2 separate regions of the Sus scrofa genome follow, and region 1 is linked to region 2. A link is a contact called in public promoter capture Hi-C data. All regions are on one chromosome and are shown on one strand. The core of a region is the stretch at or near the end of the contact, and the rest is flanking DNA. Distances in the headings are between cores, read along the strand shown.

Region 1 (6,500 bases), core at 74-2,573, 280 kb after region 2:
ACAGACATCTTTATTACATATTTTCATCTAGATGTAGTAGTAAAGTGAACTTGAGAATAGAATACACCTGGCCCAACTTAGAGACGATGAGAAGAGGTGAGCTTATCAGCAAAAAGTCGTATCATAATTTTTTTGTTCTAGTCTTTTTCCTCTATTTCTCTTTAAAAATGTGCCATTTTCAGCTATTTCAAATCTGTGGTTCATCCTAAAAGTCAAAAATGTATCTTGTTGCTTTAAATTCCATCTAGACTTTTGAGTTCCCAGTTAGAGAATGTCCTTCTATACCAGGACATGTGTTAGACATTGTTTGTTATTAGAAGTAACCTAGAATTTTCATGCGCTGAAATGCATCTCTTTATTGAAGCATACAAAAATAAATAAATATATACACACTTATTTGAAAACAGATCGTCTCAACTTCCCTGGACTGCCAAGTCTACTGGGGTTTATTTGCAGGCTTGTGTGTGTGTGTGGAGGGGGTCTCTCTTTTTCTCTTATTATCCCTATTCTTGAGGGCCTGACCCCCTACCTGGCACAACCCAGAGGGGAACCTGAGAGCTTTTAAAAAACAGCCTAATTTCTTGCCTTTGGAGAAGTGAAGAGTGCCCCGCCCCCATCTATGAAAAGAGGCATTTGATAGTTTCAATGTCTTCAAATCAAAGATTTAGGTCTCTAACCCCCCACCACCCAGGACCCCCAAGGCCTACGAACCCCCTCCCATCCCGCCCTAACTGCTTTGGACTGGCCCAGAATCCTTGTCCCAGTCCACAGTTCCTGTGGGTCTGTACGCAGAAATCACAGAGGACCTGTGTTACTTCCCTTGCGAAGAAACAGAATTCTGGTGTAAATTTAGGTGGAAATCATTTTGTGTTTGGCCCCCAAAGAAGGGAAGCATGTGCCCAACCACCCCTGAGAAAAAGAACTTCCAGGGGCAAAGGAGCGAACAGGTAATTTAGAAGAAAAACAGAAAGTGGTCTCCGACTGCCCAGGATTTCCCTAGGAGTTGGGGGAGTTGGGGACGCCTGGACGCGTAGTCTTGGTGGTTGCGGAAAAAATAAAGATAGATCACGAAGCCTGAGGCTTCTCGGATCCTTTTCCGAGCAAATCCGAGTGATTTGGTGCGAGGTATTTTAATATTTTCCCCTTTTTGTGCAGTGGAACAAACACAACTTGGGCGCACCGCGGCGGCTCAGAGCCTGCCAGCCAGGCGGGCGACCGGAGCACCAATCAGCGCGCGCCTGCGCTCTATATATACGGCGGCCCGACCCAGGCGCGGCTGCATCGGCGCTTTGCCACTTGTACCCGAGTTCTCGATCTTCATCATGTCGGAGACTGCTCCTGCCGCTCCCGCCGCCGCGCCTCCTGCGGAGAAGACCCCGGTCAAGAAGAAGGCCGCCAAGAAGCCTGCTGGGGCGCGCCGTAAGGCGTCTGGACCCCCAGTGTCCGAGCTCATCACCAAGGCTGTTGCTGCCTCCAAGGAGCGCAGCGGCGTGTCCCTGGCTGCGCTCAAGAAGGCGCTGGCGGCTGCTGGCTACGATGTGGAGAAGAATAACAGCCGCATCAAGCTGGGTCTCAAGAGCCTGGTGAGCAAGGGCACCTTGGTACAGACCAAGGGCACTGGGGCTTCTGGCTCCTTTAAGCTCAACAAGAAGGCGGCCACCGGTGAGACCAAGCCCAAGGCCAAGAAGTCGGGCGCGGCCAAGCCCAAGAAAAGTGCTGGGGCAGCCAAGAAGCCCAAAAGGCCATGGGCTCGGCCACCCCGAAAAAAGCCGCTAAGAAGACCCCGAAGAAGGCGAAGAAGCCGGCCGCAGCTGCTGTGACCAAGAAAGTGGCCAAGAGCCCAAAGAAAGCTAAGGCTGCCAAACCTAAGAAGGCTGCCAAGAGCGCGGCTAAGGCAGTGAAGCCCAAGGCCGCCAAGCCCAAGGTTGCAAAGCCCAAGAAGGCTGCACCCAAAAAGAAGTAGGTTGCTGAACGTCTGCTTCTAAAACCCAAAAAGGCTCTTTTCAGAGCCACCACGGATCTCAAAAAAAGAGCTGTGTACTTTAACTTTGGTCCTACTTGTCTTGTCGCTCTACACTTAACCCCTTCTAATTTTTAATCCTAAGGCGGGTTTGGGCGCGAGCTGTGGCGGACACTACCTTGGAAGGGCGGAGAGGTCGGCGGAGCAGTTCAGTGGGCGGGTAGACAGACCCTCGACCCCTCCCTGTGGGGTAGCAGCACCTTCCTGGGTCTGCCTCCCGGTCAGCAGTTTGCAAAGGCTTTCCGGCGCCTGGCGCACTTGGGACATCCGCCAGCCCCACCCCTCTCCTGTGAACAGCAAAACAACCACAAATACATTCAGCCAGTTTTCAGGCCGAAGGGATATTCCGATTGGGCTAAAAACCCATTCAAAAGTCCCGCCCAGTTACTGGGTTGGCTCCCTGCTCCAGCCCATGATTTTCACGCTGTGTTTCATTGGTTGGTGGCCGGCCTCTATCCATGTTCTATGTTCTCGGATGTTTGTTTTCTTACTGTTGCATAAACCCTTTTACTTGATAGAGCCAAGTGTTGTTTTTCAGTGGTTTTCCATGTATCCGAAAGTCAAGTTGGTGTCTACTGAGGGCGTTGGTAGCGTCCAACCCAGGGAGGAGAGTGCGTGTAGGCGCCCTTGCCCCACCTCCTTCCCAGCGTTGCGTTCTTTTAATTCCTGTTTACTGTGGCAGTAAAGGAACTAGTGAAAAACTGCTACGCCGGCGGCAACTGCTCCTCCGCCCAGGGCAAGGCTAGGCTAGGGATTTTTTTCTGTTCCTCGCATAGTTTAACTTTGGATAAATGTGTGACGGTTTGGAGCACATCAAAAACAACTTTTAGTCGGCCATTTTGTCCTGGCGGGCCGGTCCCAAGTCATTTTAGGTAACTTTAACATCTAAAAATCGGAGATGTTTTAAGTGTATTTTTGTGCAATCCAAATGTTTCTACACGAAAGAGATAAAATATTGGTAAGGTATTGGAAATGGGGGGGAGGCGTGATTTCTCTAATAAAGGGCTTTAGTTTTCATTAACAGTGTTACCTGTGGGATTCTTTCATATGCACGGTGTTTCTGGGTAGAGAAAGTCCAGCGCCCTGCTTTTATTCTGGGGGGGACGCAGGCGGGGGGCGCAAAGAATTTCTCAATTCCATTTCCTGGGACAGGGGCATGCCTGCAGCTCAGTACTTCAACCATTGCCACAAGGCCAAATCTTCTTGTTAATTGCTGGTTGTCGTGGTAGTGGCCCCAGAGTTCATTTCTCATCTTAGACACTATAGGAGAAACCAAGAAATCTAGTGGATAAAAAGAGCAGATTGGATCCAAGTGCAGAGAAAAGCAGCGAGAGACCTGTAGCGAATGCTGCAATGTCTGGATCTCTGTCCCCTTCTGAGTTCTGGTGCTTTGAGCCTTCTGACCTCCTGCCACTGGGGCCTCTCCAGTTGGCTCAGGTTGGGTCAAGTTGCAACAACCAGGAGACCGAATAAAGACACTCCAAATACAATATAGTTTGTGCTTATAGCACCATGTACTTACGTATGTGTCCCCTTTCTCCTTCAAATAATTTCAAGTCCACCATTTGCTTGATTTTCACATCAACTAAAAGGTAGGGGAGGAATCACTAAGCAAAGAGAGTTAATTTTCTTCATACCTCTTGTGAATGCCCTCTGGGGTGTAAATTTACTGGGTTTCTATAGAGTCGATCCTAACATTGAATGTTTCCTGCAAGCGTATTTGCATAGGTGAAAATTGTCCTGTCCTTTGAAACAAAACATATGGCTCAAAACCAAATATGAACATTTTTCAGTAAGGATAGAGGAAGGGTTCATTCACAGAGAGCTAAGTTATAGTAAAAGTCTCTAATTTTACCTAGTCTTGAGACACGGTCTTAAACAATGTTTTCTCAGTTTTTTGTGCATGTTCTTTCATTTTGTTCCATTCCCTCAATTGTTCGTATAGTCACTGACTTGGGTCTAATAAGCCATTCATTTGAATACAAAAACTGGCTAGTTTAACAAAAAGATCATTTTCTTGATTTTGTGTAGTTTATAAAACCTGCATCTTATTTTTAATTTAACTTTATGAGCTATTTTATTTATTATTTTATTTGACTGCGCCTGGGGCATATGGAAATTCCTGGGCCAGGGATCAAACTCCTGCCACAACAGTGACCGAAGACACTGCAGTAACAAGGTAGGATCCTTAACCCACTGTGTTAAAAGTGAACTCCAATAAAACATATTTTATTTTGACATTATTAGTATCATTTTCAGCATTCACTTACCATCATAAAATAATGTTGACAATAACAGTAATATATTCAAATAATTGTCCAAACATGGGTAATTAACCAAAAATGGCAGGGAATATTGCATAAACTAAACTGACTGATAATTCAACAATGAAAATTCATGCATGTTCATGAGTGATAGAAATGTAACCCAGACATTAAGGGTTACTTGCAGTGTATTTTATTCTAAACTTTTTTTTTTTTTTTTTTTTTTCCCCTATACGTGCTCTCATGGCTGAAAATTTAAACATCTTATTACGTCCCCTAGGCGATGCTCTGGGCATCATTTCTTCTATGCCTGAGGGGAATGTAAAAGGTAACTTTAGTTGAAATCCATGCCAGCGAGGAGAAGGTCCAGTACAACTGGTGATAACATCATTAGAGAATTTCAGAAGGGAGCAGGGATTTAGGGCACAATGGTAACAGCAATAATGTTGAAAGCTATCATTTCTTGAGAATTAATTTACAGCATGCCAAGCACTGTTGCTGACCACTCCAAATTTATTTTCCAACACATTCTTGTCACAGCACTTTGAAATGTTACTGAAGCTTGGTCACATTAAGTTTCTGCTCAGCCAATATATTTATACTTTGTGTAATAGTGCTGTTCCTCAGAAATGGAATAAAAGTCACATATGTAATTAAAATTTTTGGGTTTTGTTGCTGCTGCTTTTGTGTGTGTGTGTGTGTTTAAGGCCACATCTGTAGCATATGGAAGTTCCCAGGCCAGAGGTTGAATCAGAGCTGCAGGTTCTGGCCTATGCCACAGTCACACCACAGTGGTGCCAGATCTGAGCCACGTCTAAGACCTATGCCTCAGCTTGTGGCAATGCCAGACCCTTTACCCACTGGCAAGGCCAGGGATCAAACCCATATCCTCATAGCTATTAGGTTCTTAACCGTTGAGCCAAAAAGAGAACTCCCTATAATGAAAATTTTTCTAATAGCCGTATTTTTAGAAAGTAAAATCTATTTTAATAATATTTTAACCCCCTATAATCAAATTATTTCAACAAGTAATCTAAGGCAAAAATATTAAGGACTTTTTTATTCTATTTTTCATACTAACTCTGAAATTTAAGCGCATCTCAACTTGGACAGGTCACATTTCAAGTGCTTAACAGCCCCATATTGCTGGTAGCTACTATCTTGGACACTATAGCTCTATAGCAAATACTGTTAGGACGACACAAGAGAATACTTGCTCTGGCGTAGAATCAAGGTGTTTACAAGGCAAGATTTAAACTGACCTGGTTCTGAAGTCTGTAACTAAAGACCATAAAGTGCACATGGTCATCCTACCTACCTCATCTCATACCAGGCCTTTGAACAGAAGAATCTGATCACAGAATTTAGCCTACATCAGGACACTGCAGCCACTTCCCCATTCATCCCAAGGCCATCTGGCTCCAAGACAGAGTTTTATCCGTGAGGAAGAAACTAGATCTGATCATCCATTTTGGGGAATCTTATTGAATCAAAAAATATCTAGTGTTGATTTGGTATGAGACTCCGTGGCAATGATATTTACTAATAGTATGAATTTGGCCAATTCACTAAAATCTCTTGGGTTAAAGTTCCTCTGCTGTTATAGAGAGAGCGTGAGAGAACTTGCTTTGAGGGTTGTAGCAAAAGTGATATATGTATAATTCAAACAAATCAGTTCATGTTGTCCTCAATCCATGGAAAACTGTCACTATTAGCTATTAGACTGCTCCTTCCAATGAATCGGTGCCTTTTATTTTCTTCCTTCCATAGGGGCCTCTCTAAAGGAAGATTATTTTCAATACAGAATGGGTCAATGTCAATAACACCTGTGAAGTTGTCCCAGCAAACTCATCTGCACACTGGAATTGTTCCTATTGTTCAGAGTTGACTTTATATCCTCCCAGTGAACTTTCTCCTGGTAGCTCTCTTTGAGAATGGTACCTTCATCTAAAGCAACAGGAAAAGCAGTGCTCTGAGTCCGAGAGTCATGCAGGATCTGTGATTCTCAACTCAGAGCACTCTGCTGAGGTACAGTAGAACTTTAAGGGGATAGGGAAGGCGTGGATATTTTGGAAAAGCATAACCAGTGCTGAGAGGTAGATTTACACTGAAGCTAATGAAACTCTAGTGCCATATCCTGTACTTCAAGGCCCTGAAAGGGGTCCATGGGAGTAGGTTGATTTGCTCTTATTTATTTATTTATTGTTTTTTAGGGC
Region 2 (6,019 bases), core at 2,324-4,823:
GTGGCGCAGTGGTTAACGAATCCGACTAGGAACCATGAGGTTGCGGGTTCGGTCCCTGCCCTTGCTCAGTGGGTTAACGATCCGGCGTTGCCGTGAGCTGTGGTGTAGGTTGCAGACGCGGCTCGGATCCCGTGTTGCTGTGGCTCTGGCGTAGGCCGGTGGCTACGGCTCCGATTCAACCCCTAGCCTGGGAACCTCCATATGCCGCGGGAGCGGCCCAAGAAATAGCAACAACAACAACAAAAGACAAAAGACAAAAGACAAAAAAAAAAAAAAAAAAACTGTATCACAAAAAAAAAAAATTCCTAAAATGAGGGTTTAACATTACACAGATGTGTTTGTGCACTGGGTATGAAAGGCATATAGATTATGAGAAATTTACACCAAGCAAACCATAATTTTTTTAAATTGTATGGTCATCTTTATTCTCCTGAATATATTACACCTGTCAAATTGAGATCTTAACATGGCTAAGTTATTTTAGAGCCAAAGTGGATGAATCCACTTCATCCAAAGACCATACGGATAATTATATTGATGACAGTGAAGAAAAAAAAACACAGCACAAGCAAAACTCAAATTATTTATTCTCACTCTAACATTTTCTATAAACTTAAAAGCCTGAATACTGACCAGAGTTTTAATCTATTATGAGGCTGTTTGCAGACTTTTCTTAGTTGGTCATGACACCTCAGTTTTCAGTTCCTCTTAGTGGCTTACAGGGATTCTTTGTCACCTCCAGAGCTGCTCTGCATGATTGTCACCCCTCTCTTGCCTAAGCAGAGGCACCATGTACAAGCGCAACAGATGGGCATCATTTGTGCACAACTACCTCTTAGGCATTCCCTGTCTTTACAATGGTTTGAACCCAACACTCCATCTAGAGTTTTGTTTATAATGTTAAGAGTTCACTAGGCCCTTACAGACTTCTGTTCACCTTTCAGGAATGATCTGAAAAACATGGTGAAAACTGACCTATCTCAGAAGAATGATCAGAAATCAACAACACATTGAGAGCACTGTCTAACTTCCCAGAAAAAGCCAACCATTCCCTCCCATGGCCCCACTCTACCCCTTATGCACATCTACCATGGTATCTGTAGTACTTCTGTATACTTATTTCTTAAACACCTGTCTTTTTTTAGTAGAAGGGCCATGTGTTATTACCCACTGTCACTCTATATCCTCACACAGTGATTTAGTAAATGCTGAAATCAATAAGGATTAACAACATGGCCTACGAAAGTGATTATATAGAAAAGGTTGGGGAGCAGGGGAGACTCTTAGACCAGGACATGGCGTGAAGGTGAGTGACCAGTACACAGAAAGAAGGTGGAACTTATCCAATGACCATCCCCACCCCCTATAAACTACAAAGGCATATCAAATATATACTTTTTTCTTTTCTATAAATACATTTGGAAGGGGTCACCCACGCCACTCCTACCTCATTAGTCCCTGTCCCTATTAGTCTTTTCTAAATAAAAAGGATATCATTGCTACCCAGTACCTGTGGCTGGTAAACAGCTGTCTAGACCAGCCATTATCACTCTAGCTCAAAGCAAGAGCTCTTTCTGGAGCCAGAAAGTAGGATTTTTAGAGGGCTTCGATGGGCAGGAGGCAGGCAGCTAAGAATCAAACAAGACAAAACAGGCGTCTACAGTAGTTATAATCATGCTAGTAGGAACTAAGTGCCCCAGCCAGGCATGTACAGGAGTTTGGGGAGGCTGACAACACTCCTATGCCTGAGCACGCATCAGAGACTCCTGCTGAGAAACACAATAAAATGTCCACCTGGGTAGTAAATATCATGTAGACAGGATGCAGGGCTGGGCTAAGAGGTGGAAGAAGCCTCTCTGCCCCTCAAGAGTTCCTGACCAGAGAGGAGTCCTCCAAGCTCTCTGAGGGTGCAGGGGCTCCAAAGATCCTGGCAAGAAGCCCTCGATTGGAGCGGGCCTGTTCCTCAGCATTAGCCAGGCGAGCCCGTTCACGTCCTCCTGGCCGAGCTGCTTTCCGGGCTCTCAACTCCTGCTCAGTAGGACGCTGGGCGAAGGCCCAGGAGCCATTCGGGCGGGTAGAGTCCCCATCAGCAGCAAGGAAACGCTGTCCACGCTCCACACTTCGAAGATAGAAGTCAGTCTCACGTTTGGCCTGGGCAACCTCCGCCCTCAGGCGCTGCCTGCGCACCTGGCGCTCAAAGGCAAGATGCTCGCTGAGGTGGGACCAAGTAAAACGGTGCAGGTACTGTGGACAGGAAAACAAGAGAAGATCTGGGTAGGGCAGGTCAGAGATGGAGAAGAGATGGGAGGAACAGGGCCACCGAGAGGTTATAGAGGTCCAAGGGCTGGGGCTGGGAAGGCAGGAGTATGAGCTGTGGGGTAGACAAGCCAATGCCCTCACCTTGAGGTTCCACAGGTCATAACGGAAGGGACTGCGCCTGCGGGAGCCCATGGGCGTGTTGTGCAGACTGGCCGCCACACGCTTGGCTACTCGCTTGTCTCGGAACTCCACCCAGCCCTCGGTGTAGTCCTTGCTGTACTTGGAACGCTTTTTCCCTCCTGTGGTGGAGGCTGCTGCTGCCTTCTTTTTGCGCCTCACGAAGCCGTCTGCGAGCCAAAGGGAGAGCAGTGGTCAAGCAAGCCGACGCAGCACCCACTCAATTGTACCTTCCACTTGCCGAAGTCTCCAAATCTGCCCAAGGGCCAGGATCCCACCCCAAGATCTTTGCTCAGAAAAGGAGAACTGAAAGGTCCACCCTTTCTCCCTTGTCTAATTCAATCCTTTGCTCAGATGTCAACTCCTTAATCAGATCTGCCCTGAACATTCTATATAAAACCAGCATGGCCCTCTAACCCTAATTCCAATTTAGGGTTATAAGAAGTTGCAGACGGCTGACCGTACGTATACCGTCTTTTGACCTGGACCGCGATGGCAAAGGGTTATGTTCAGTTTTGTGGAAAAGCCACTGGGATTTTACTGCAGGCTATACCCATTTAACAAACTGGTAAATTCGTCTCGGGAAAGAGGGATTGGGGAAGCCGAAATTAAAATCTAAAAGTTAGCTATTCGAAAACTAAGGCTCAACTAGTCATACTGCGCTAACCACACCTCAGGCCCACCTCCTAAGGAAAGTGTGGACTACCTATTTACTAAAAAAGCCACACGCGGGGCCCCGGCTCGGTTCGTGCCTGGGATCCGCGCAGCCGAGGCAACAGGACACGCACTGTGTGCTCACCATCTGCAAGCATCACCCTCCACCCCTCATCACCACTGCCTCAGCACTTACCTTCCGGCTGGAAAAACACACGCCCGACCTCGCCGTAGGCGCTAAGAAGGTTCCGTACGTGCAAAGGCCTAAACCGGGGTGGGATGTGGCCCAGGTACACAATACCCGGCACTACCCGTTTCTTGCTGCCGCCAGCCGTTTCTTCAGATTCCTCCTCTGCTTCTGGTTTCTGGTCGTTCCCTTCCACAGGCTCCAACACAGCGGCTTCCTTATTCGACTCCTCTGCCTCCATGCTTGCCGGTAAGTAAAGCAAGACAGCCGTAAGGCGCCGCGCCTCTGACGCGCACCGTTTACGACTTCCTGCGTCGAGGGGGCGGGGTTTGTCCAGGGGTTGACAAATGAAAGAACAGGATTGTTCGGAACGGGCGGTTCCAGGCCTAACGGCGACGGCGGAAGTGGGCCCCGGGTCAGCCGGGAGATTCGAAGCAAGGGAGCAGCATCAGAGGATTAGGAGAGGCGAAATGACTTGACTCCTGAGCTGAAGAGGCAGAACTGGAGAGGTAGACCACCAAGTACAACTTACAGTACAGAACTCCTTGGTGAAATGTAAAAAGATGGGATGAGGAGGGCTCTTCCGGAAATTTTGGAGGACTCTGTGTTCTAGCAAGAACACAACATAGTATTTTACCCAAGGGGCTCAGGTGCGACTCAGGTTGGGGGATGACGCAATTTGTAAAGTTTACTTAAATTTCAGTTTTTTTAATTAATTAATTGAGTTTTGAAATTTTAATTATTTTTCAAAATTTAACTTAGGGATTTGAAGATTTCAAATTGAAGTTTGGAAATGTAACCTAACTTTGGAAATATAAGTTTTGGAAATCTGGCTACATTTTTGAAAATTTCATTTGTGAGCTATTAGTTTAAAAAAATTTATTTTAAAATATTTTTAAATTTGATTTTGTGAAGTTCCCATCGTGGCGCAGTGGTTAACGAAGCCAACTAGGAACCATGAGGTTGCGGGTTTGATCCCTTGCCTTGCTCAGTAGGTTCAGGATCCGGCGTTGTCTTGAGCTGTGGTGTAGGTTGCAGACGCGGCTCGGAGCCCGCGTTGCTGTGGCCCTGGAGTAGGCTGGCGGCGACAGCTCCGATTAGACCCCTAGCCTGGGAACCTCCACATGCCGCGGGTGCGGCCCTAGAAAAGGCAAAAAGACAAAAATAAAATTTGATTTTGTAAGATGTCTAAAAATTTTGAATGCATGACGATTATTTCTTTTAAAAAAAACTTATTTGGTGCCTGTTTTACGTTTGTATTGATACATGATTCATATTTATACTTACGTTACAAATACCTGTCGTCAAATGTGTACATGGTCCTGATTTAGGCCCCCTCCTGGATCACCGAGCTTTATTCTCTCTGGGACTTATTTTCACGGTTTGAGGGCCCAGGGTGGGCCACCCCAAAATGTGCCTGAATGGCATATTGGTTATTTTGAATTAATGTTTACTGAAGACATGGTCAATACAAGGGGAACTCTCTAACACTTCTTTCTGTTTCCCTGAAAGCAGGAAATAAATCTCTCATGTGAAATGTGCACTCCCTGCATTTGGGGGTAGAAGGACACCATTATCACCAAAGAGAGAGAATTCTTGGCTAAGGATGCATAAACCGTACTTTAATTTAGTACCCCAAGTCCAAATTCTACTTGAGCCTTCACTAATTGGGAACCAGCGTTTCTCTATCCTGTCAGTTCCTCATAAATTTATTGTTTCTTTGTCTAAAAAGTGTAAAAGCTGTCTGCTTTGGCCACTTCTTAGGTGCCGTTTCTATGAGACCTCCAGGCTCATGAATTAAAATTGTTTCTTTCTCTCCTGTTAATATCTAGTATCAATTTTATTGCGGCGTGTCCAACCACAAGATCTCGAGGAGTAGAGGGGGACATTTCCCCTCCCTGACAAAAGATTTGCCCTTAGATCACAGACTGATTTTCACTGTGCGTTGAAGCCATTCATCACAAGAACTGCCACAGCCCACGCTGTACCCAGCTGATGGCTGGGCCCTGAGAGCTGTGCCTTCACCAAACCCGAGGCCGCTTTTTACCCCCGTGACGCGCCCACTAGGGGGCGCAATCCTCATCCTTAAGGTGCGGCGGGTCCTCTGGGTCCCCTTGGGGCCTACTGCAAGGGGCCCGGCCCTGGAATGCGGAGGAGTTTGAGGATAACAGCCATTGTTGGACAGGCCTCCAAGTATATTTACAAAGTTAACGCGGCACCGCTTTCTTTGATGGAATGGTCTAAAGGTATAATAAAGTAGACTTTCGAGTTCTCACACGCCTCTTGCATTAATTTTATTGACGAGAACTATCTCTTTGCCTTCTTTTTTGGAGTGGGGAGAGGACAATGAGAGGAGCAAACTAGGTCCTGCTTTTCTTAACACCAACGTTTTCAAAACATTAAGCAATAGTCAATTAAATGAAAGTACCTCTTGGGATTGCCTCAAAGAATGGGGGTGGGGAAGGGAGTCTTGTGGGGGAGTGGATGATGTCAGTTGTGCCAGTGTGATGGCTACAATGATAATTTATGTTACCTCTTCCTTGGGCTTATTTGAAATTGTCATTGATAAAATATTCACAGACGTCTCAACAGGGAGCTCTAAAGGGCCACCGAACCTCAAAAAAAAAAAAAAAATTAAAGTGAAAATATTGTGCTAGGGGCGACCTTCTCATTACCCATAAACCCCTTCTCAACTCAGTGAAAAAAGGCAGACTTCCTAGAGACTGCATCTTTAGCTACCCC

Evidence for each region. Promoter capture Hi-C pulls out the DNA fragments that hold promoters and counts their contacts.
Region 1: a promoter capture Hi-C map of fetal liver shows a contact between it and region 2, with 2.3 times the contacts expected there. The contact joins the promoter of LOC574051 here to the promoter of ABT1 in region 2. A contact is called at or near these places in 3 of 5 promoter capture datasets (fetal liver, liver and skeletal muscle), 7 of 47 Hi-C or Micro-C datasets (blood, embryonic fibroblasts, mesenteric adipose tissue and 3 more) and 2 of 2 datasets of contacts at active chromatin or transcription factors (alveolar macrophages and skeletal muscle).

Annotation. Positions count from the first base shown.
Region 1 is chr7:20,739,179-20,745,678 of Sscrofa11.1, reverse strand. LOC574051 (histone H1.2-like protein) reads left to right here and starts at 1,323. Exons shown (of 2, transcript NM_001025216.1): 1 at 1,323-1,736; 2 at 1,739-1,963. The coding sequence starts at 1,323. The coding sequence ends at 1,963.
Region 2 is chr7:21,022,195-21,028,213 of Sscrofa11.1, reverse strand. ABT1 (activator of basal transcription 1) reads right to left here and starts at 3,573. Exons shown (of 3, transcript XM_001926306.7): 1 at 3,287-3,573; 2 at 2,401-2,606; 3 at 399-2,244. The coding sequence starts at 3,518. The coding sequence ends at 1,864. It overlaps LOC102162475 (a long non-coding RNA gene), which reads left to right and starts at 3,657. Exons shown (of 2, transcript XR_002346131.1): 1 at 3,657-3,786; 2 at 5,110-5,911.